2 separate regions of the Zea mays genome follow, and region 1 is linked to region 2. The links are chromatin contacts, called in public Hi-C maps. All regions are on one chromosome and are shown on one strand. Each heading gives the region's core, a stretch centred on a gene start, on an enhancer-like site or on the middle of the called end of the contact. The rest is flanking DNA. Distances are from core to core; before and after follow the strand shown.

Region 1 (4,017 bases), core at 762-3,261, 180 kb before region 2:
GAAACTTGTACCCCATTTAATCATCACATCAACAACAGAGAATTCATTGCAATAATTGATAACCTTCAGGCCTCGTCGAACAAGCTCGTACGCTTCAGATTTTCGGTCCATGCAGTTTAGCGTCAAACCTTTCATTGATAGTGTTTCTACATGAAACGGGACATAGAGGGAAGTTACAAGTGAATACAACAGTATGAGGTAATAATAGAACCAGAACATATCCTTCAACATACCACCATGCTCTGGAAACTTTTTTAATATGGAATCTGCAGCCTTAAGCCCTTTCTTATATTGCTTAGTCTCGTAGGATTTCTGTGGGAAAAAACATTGACACAAAGTTTTAGAGAATTAAACAAAAGACAGCTACCATGCAACACACGTCACACTGATAATCTGATATTGAGAACAGAACATAGTGGACTAGCTTATATAGGCATCAATAAAAATTGTAGGACATATCAAGAGTATGAACAGTTACATTTCTCGTAGGTGCAGAAATTATGCACGAACTGAAGAACATAATGAATATCGTCCTCAAATACCCAAAGCACTAAAGCACAACAAAGGCTACAGTAAATCTCCAAAGCCGTGACCACTTATTACCATCAACATTGTGAAGCAGCTAGTCATAGTTGCTAAGGCGAGGTAAGGGGACTGAACCCCTTTTTAACTTTTAAGGGTTAAAGCGTAAGACGAGGCAACGCCTTATATTTGAGAAAGTGTGTAGGACAAAAATACTAATAAAGAAGAGAAAAATGATGAAGAAAAGGAAAATAATAGTCTAACCAGTCCAAATCAGCCCACTTGGCCCATTAAAATTAGGTTACCCACTTATTCACTCACTCCCAGCCCTCTCCCAGCCGCACCCATCTTCCCTCAGCGCTCTCTCTCCCCCACCCCACTACTCCCTCTCTCCCAGCCGCTTTTCCCTCTCTCCCAGCCGCCTCTCTCCCAGCTGCCGCAGAGGTGAGGGGTCAGGGGACCTCGCCGTCGCAGCTGGAGCTCGCGGTCGCGGAGGGGAGCGGCCACCGCCACCGCTGCTGATGGCACTCTCCAGAGACACAGTTTCAAATTGCATGTTCAGGTCAGGATCCAACCTACATCACTCCAAGGCGTCCTCATAGCGTAGCCTTAGAACTCTCCAAGGCGTCAGAGCGACACCCTACTGTCCAAAGCAGACGCCTTAGGCTCCGAGATAAGGCGACCAGGACTCCTTAAGGTTTTCGCACGCCTTAGCGCTTAGGCATCGCCTAAGCGACGCCTTAACAACTAAGCAGCTAGTCCAAAATTTTAGACCCAAAGAGACAACTTAGCGATTTTTTCAAACTTCAAGTTAGTTGTTTTGATGCTATGCTAAAAACCTAAAATCATGCCAGCATGCTAAGATTTTGAGGCCATCCAGCCTATTTACAATGTGAACTCCATGTCACAGCAAAGCTGTGTGCCACCTATGCACTAGGATGCCGATATTAGAATCCACTTCTTAAAACAGTACATGTAGATGTAGTATCAAAAAAATCCACTACTCACTACAATCAATCAATTAAGTCAAGACAACATTAGTCACCAATCACTGTCGGTATGAAATCCCTAAACAAGGTGATAGACTTGCACGGTTAAGCACAGCTCATATTCAAGCTACGAACACTGTTTCCCGAGCTAACATGCTCCGCTTGTTTACCACGAGGCACTCGTTCATCGAGTTACAAACAAACCACAGGTTCATAGAGCGGACAAGAAAACCAGATAAATCCATGCGTCCGGAGACTCCTGGAGCAGCTCGGATCGCCAGCATATCGAATCGAGCGGAACCGGACCACGAAGCCAGCAGATTTGCGGGGGGCGGATCGTCTCGAATCTAGAAGGGTGGAGACGAAGTGGAGCGGGGATGTGGGGTGCTTACGACGATGACTTTGAAGAGGTTGGCTTCCTTGGGCGGGAGCGAGGACCCCATGGCTACGACAGGGTCAGCGCGGCGGCGCGAACCCTAGGGCGGGGCAAGGAAGGGGAAGGAGGGAGGGTTTTGGAGTCGCAAGGCGGAAGGTGGGCCGTGGTGGGTGTGGGTGTGTAGCGGGAGGCGTAGAGCCGTAGAGGCATGCGAGGTGTTGTGACCGCTTCGGGCCGCAAGGAACCGACGAACCGTACCCCTTCGTGTTCGGTTGTTGGAACTGAAAAGGAGGCTATTTTGTTCCTGTGGCAGATAGATTTTGGCCAAACAAAACATGCAGCTAACATAACAACATGCCGCGGCAAAAATGTAATAATAAATAGATAGATAAATAAATAAATTCTCTCAGTATAAAAAACAAGTATTTTAGGTTATACTAGTCGGTTGCTCGTGTGTTACGACGGATTACAATAATACCCACGTAAACTATCCACCAAAAAAATCTCAATATTTTTTATTGATTGTCTCCGCTCTCCGTATAATATTTTTTGATTTAGCTAAATGATGTTATTGTTTACTTCATCCAATATGTCTTGGTACAACACGACCAATGAAGTGAGCGATTAGAAGAGAGTTCACATCGACTGACTGCACGAACAGAGATTATAGAATGACATAATTTCATCCTACAGAGACCAAATAAGAGAAAGTTTGTGAGCTTAAGTTTCTAAAATAAATCATATGAACTCAAACTTATTAAAAAGATAAATCAAAATATATAGTGATTGTTAAAGTCAGTCATCAATAAAAAATGGATGTGTTCCATATAAATATGTTATTTCGTAGCAATTACTAACGTTTAAGACTAACAAATAATCTTTCATTTTATTGTTAGTGTGATAAATCATTGTTGCTTCGTCAAATTCAGCAACATCAAACACCATGGAGTTCATTGCGTCAATGTGGTCTCAGAAACGACCTAATACTTGCAAGAGTCAAGAACGTTGTATCGTGTTTGGGTCGTAGCCTCGGCTCGTATGGCATGTTTGGTTCACTGCCTCAGTTGCCACACTTTGCCTAACTTTTCTACCTAAGGTTAGTTATTCAATTCGAACGACTAACCTTAGGCAAAGTGTGGCACATTTAGTCACAAACCAAACAGGCCCGTAGTGCTGACCCGACACGATTATATATTTTTATTTTACAAAAATACGTATATACATATATACAATTTATATTCAATATTAAAAACATCTGAGTATGATATTCTATTGGTTAGAAACAACTTCATCTAGTGTCTCTCGTTCTTCTTCCATCAGGACATAGGTTCAAATACCACTGTTTTTTAACATTTTACGTTTATTTAATCAAATGGTCTGACAGACTAACGGGCCGGTCTGGCACAGTCAGCATATCGGTATGACGTGCCTAGACCAAAGTTGTGGCCCGCGGGCGTCTGGCCTGTGTCGTGCCGCCGTTTGGTCATCTATAGGCGTGCAGCGTGTTAATTTAAAATAGTTGTGAGAGATTATTTGTAAAAAGATAACGATGGACGACCGTTAAAACTGGTGCTTTAATTATAGTAGATATATACAACCTCATTAATTAGGGGTCTTTAAACACATTTATAGAATGTTTTTTGTGCAAATTCTGGGTTTTCCATGGAGAGCTCGTCTCAACTATTCGCTCGATGGAGAAGAGTCGGAGCCATCTCGGGTTGTATCTTTTATACGTGTTGTTTTTTTTTTGTTGATTTGATAATGATTCTGACTAGACATATATGTGTACTCTCAAACTATTGTCTAAATATATATGCGTACTCTCAAACCACAAATGGACAGTAGTCTAAACTACAAAAACGGAGATAGCTACTAGTACACGCAAATACGAGAGACATGAAAGAAAGAGGATAAATCAGACATTACACTTTTAATTAGATCGGCATTTTATTCTTTGGCTTCTCAATGTTATGTAGGATAGCTCATGTAATGTTGTCACTACAATATTCTATCATATTTTATTTGCTTGTCGAACATAGAACCTTACGAGAAACAACTAAAAACAGGCTTCTCTAGATAAACAAGTGTATGGTAGATATGAGAAGTTTTTTACATCGGACTTCTATACTA
Region 2 (4,164 bases), core at 394-2,893:
CCTCGGGTGAGTCGAAGGTGCGCCCGTTGCTTGAGGAGGCCCTCGGGCGAGGCGTGAGTCCGTCTGGGTTTACTGTTCCTGCCCGAGGCTGGGCTCGGGTGAGGCGAGATCGTGTCCCTTGAGTGGACGGAACCTTTACCTGAATTGCGCCCATCAAGCTTTTGCAGCTTGTGCTGATGGTGATTACCAGCTGAGTTTAGTAGTCTTGGGGGTACCCCTAATTATGGTCCCCGACAAGCACCCTTGTACGTGCCCCCTTTGAGCTATAAAAGGGAGGGCACACGACGTTACAAGGCAGATTTACTCAGACTCTGATACAATACACAGACAGTGGAGTAGGGTATTACGCTCCGACGGCCTGAACCACTCTAAACCCTTGTGTGTTCTTGTGTTCATCCCGAATCCATCTAGCAGACAAAACGCTTAGGCCCCTCCTCATCTTAGGATTTAGGGCGGGTGCGTCCCGCCACCCGGTCGGAGAATTTCCTCTCCGACATTTATAATTTGTAACGAGTCGAGCTTGTATTTCAACTCGTTACGATAACGAGCCAGCTCGAGCTGGCTCGCGAGACAAACGAGTTAGAGTAATTAGTCAAATTACAATAATCTCCGATCCAAAATAGTTAATCTTGTACTCTACTATAGTTAATATTGTTCTTTGTTGAGTGTGGAATATTAAGTTGCAAACTCTATTCTTTTTTTCTGCATAGATCTCCTTTTTTTCTTTTGCTACATGTTTTTATATACGTTTGTAGACATTAGACATGATATTATCGAACTAGCTCGCGAGCTAAACGAGCCAGCTCGAGTTGTCAAACGAGTCGAGCCGAGCCAGCTCGTTATCTTAACGAGCCAGTTTGAGTCGAGTCGAGCCGAGCCAGCTCGATATCCACCCCTAGTGGAGTCTCACGCTATGGGAGAAATTTGTGATTTTGCCACTCTTAATTTTAGTTGTCTGTTATTATGACATCCCGTGTGTATGACTGATAAGACCATACGTGTCTATGATTTGTGGACTTGATGACAATATAACGATGCTCATAAATAATAATGATAAAATTGACAATGGCTACAGTGGTAGGGGAGGGTGATGCTCGCGGGGAGCGACGGCCTTAGGGTGTGCGCAGCGGTAAACACTAGCCATCCCCCTTCCCTTGCATGCCCGCTGTAGGGGGCACCCCACGGTCGCAGCGGTGCCCTCTACGCGTCGGTCCCCTTCTCTCCCCCCAAGATCTAGCGTGTCACTGTTCATCACCCTAAACACTGTGCTGTGGGTCCACGAGTAATTGTTAGTAGATAAAAAATTAATAATTGATATAGAAAATGATATTTTATAGTTGTAGTGGGGTATATGGGAGTATTTAGGGGGAACCGCTGCGGGAGATGAAAAAATATGGAAAAACATAGGGGAGAAAAGTGATATAGGGGGAAAAATTTAGGGGTAACGGTTGCGGATAGCCTTACCCTTCCCCATCCTCACTCTCCCGTCATCCAGCCTAGTAGCCTACCGTTTCAATTTTTGAACTCCCGGTCCGGCAACCCTCCCCAGCCAGCGTTCCACTCACTCCGGCATCGCTTCGAATCTCCGCGCGGCGGCGGGACCGCGTGACCGACGCGCGGCGCTGCCCCTTCAGAAAGCCGCATGGACGCCGCCGACCCCCTCTGCGCCATCTCCTCGACTGCGCGACTCCTTCCGCGGACCCTTGGCCCCGCCATTGGGCCTTCCCCCTCGAACCCCCGCGACGCGCTCCTCGAGGCCATCGCACTCGCCCGGTCTCTGGTACGTGCGCTCGCCCTTCGCTCGAGGCATGCACCCACAGCCAGGCTCGATTTGCCGCCACGCGTGCTTGCGGTTGCTTGGTCTGGGTGGCATGACAAGGAGGTCCATCTCGAAAGTCCCTAGGGATCTAGGGTTCTGCATTCCTTTTTCCATTTAGAGCATGAGATGAGATATGTCCGCTTTCTAGGTCTTACTAGCTGTTTTTACCTTCTTTATATTGCCTTAGAGGGAAATACCTCATCGCGCCAAACAGGATAAACATTGTACTACTTTTGCTTGAGTGCTAACTTCAGCGTTTCACAACGTTCCGTGTAGAAAGGGTCTGAGGAGCTGGTTAAGCAGGCTACAATGGTGCCGAAGGAGCACGGGGACATCCAGGCTCTCTACCATGATGATGGAGTGAAAGGCTGGCCTCCTGCAAATGGCAGCAAAGAGCAACAGGGAAGAAGGCCAGCACTGGATCGTAAACGGGCTCGGTTTGCTATGAAGGACACTGGAAGGCAAGCTATTTGCTAGGCAAACAACCTTCCTATAGATCTCCAGGAGCAGTGTGAGCTTGAATATCATTCATCTGACTTGTCTTGATGCGTTTTCTTCGCAGCAAACCGGTGCCTGTTGTGGACCAATCTAAGTTATCAAATATTTCAGATCCAATCACATTCTTCATGACCTTGGATCGGCTTGAAGGTCACTCTTACCATTTCCATTGATTCATTGATCAGCATTAAGCATGCACTAATAACGGTTCATTATTGCAGAAGCCGAGGAGGAGATCAAACGGCTAAATGGAGAGGCAGAAAAACGCACATTGAATTTTGATCCTGTAGATGAACCCATTAGACAGCCTGGTTTACGTGGGTATGCAGTATGCTGCTTATCTCTCTTTCTATATTCTGTGAGTGAACGATTAGGTATTATTTCTTAGTAAGAGGATTATTCACAAGAGAGTGAGATAAAATTTCACCTATATTCTCTGTTCACTTGTGTTATGCAACATGCTTGTTTGGATGTATGTGCGTCCATATCGTTCATTCTACATGTTATTGCTACTGGTTGAGGCAGACAATGTGGAAACATTATACTTGCTTTTTCTTTACCCAACATGCTCTCAACCTACCTGCAATGTGCTCAAAAGCATCCATGATGAAATATGACCTGATCCATGATTATTCCTATTAATTGACAGGAGAAAATCAGTCCGCAGTTTCAAGGTAATTGAGGATGTTGGTACTCAAGATCCCAATGAGGCACCGGCTTCCCAAACAGCAACTATGACAGGATCTCAGTTGTCACAGGATGTTATGCATGCTGTTGCGGGCAAAAATGGACGATCTGTTTCCTCAAGATCTAGTGAAGCTATTTCAGAGAAAGAAGGTTAAACAACATTCGTTTAAATTAGTTTGCCATTATCTGTACTTAAATTTTATTAATGTAAATTCCATATTTACAGTTTCATTAGCTGAGAAGGATGGCCGTGACGATTTGACTTATATACTGACCTCAATCCAAGATTTAGATGAATCTGAAGAGGAAGAGTTTATCCGGAAGACCTTAGGGATTAAAGAAACAAGGAAAGAAAGAGTTAGTCTTCGTAACTCCATTCTTGGAGTTAGGTCCCTAAGAAGCAATACTGAACAAAAAGGTTCAATGAAGGTCCACCCTCCAGAAAGTCATTTGCCTCAGACTCGCCAAGATCGAATTTCAGAGTTAGAGAAACATTTGTTTCCTGGAGGTGCAGCAAATGCTAAATGCACAGATGATGAATCTGAAGGGTCACCAGATATTGTGATGGGTGAACCATCATTGGTGCATTATTCTTCTGATGTTCTGATGACTGATGAGAACTTTACTGCAAGTGACGTTGACAGGGAGACCCCAAATCTGGGTGCCAGAGCAGCAGACCCTGTTCTTGATCCTGAACCAAACTTGCCTGATCATGCATATGAAAGGCAACCTGGAGGTTCCTCACTTGGTTTGTACAGAGACACAGAAGTTGGAGTTGCCAAAGAAAATGAGACATGTAACAGGAGCAATATATCTGTGGAGGTGCTTGTTACTAAACTCATTTTTCACCTTTTACTTCTTCATTACTGAAGTTTTGGTCCATTGACTATGACATATCTCGATTTACTTCGTGCTGCAGGAAGATGATGTGCCAATAGACTATATAACTATTGGCAGGTCTACTAATGAAACAGAAGTTTCTTCTTCTCATCCTTTGGAGGGCAGCTCGACAGAAGAATTGGTCACTAAACCAGGTAGACATGCGGCTCCAGATGGTATCTGTAGGACTTCACATGCAGCTGAGGATAGCATTCAACATCTAGTAAGTGCCTGTACAAATTATTATTATAAAATATAGATTACTGAATGTATCCTGAGAT

The links. Hi-C and Micro-C count contacts between places; a contact is called where the count stands out from the background.
Region 1: a Hi-C map of endosperm shows a contact between it and region 2, with 5 times the contacts expected there. The contact joins the promoter of LOC100274696 here to the promoter of LOC541777 in region 2. A contact is called at or near these places in 4 of 25 Hi-C or Micro-C datasets (ear, endosperm, leaf and 1 more).

Annotation. Positions count from the first base shown.
Region 1 is chr3:224,269,675-224,273,691 of Zm-B73-REFERENCE-NAM-5.0, reverse strand. LOC100274696 reads right to left here and starts at 2,011. Exons shown (of 26, transcript NM_001149007.2): 1 at 1,904-2,011; 2 at 234-312; 3 at 64-146. The coding sequence starts at 1,954.
Region 2 is chr3:224,086,063-224,090,226 of Zm-B73-REFERENCE-NAM-5.0, reverse strand. It overlaps LOC541777 (CENPCA protein), which reads left to right and starts at 1,643. Exons shown (of 14, transcript NM_001111463.1): 1 at 1,643-1,780; 2 at 2,096-2,280; 3 at 2,382-2,467; 4 at 2,539-2,638; 5 at 2,967-3,154; 6 at 3,231-3,826; 7 at 3,924-4,106. The coding sequence starts at 1,643.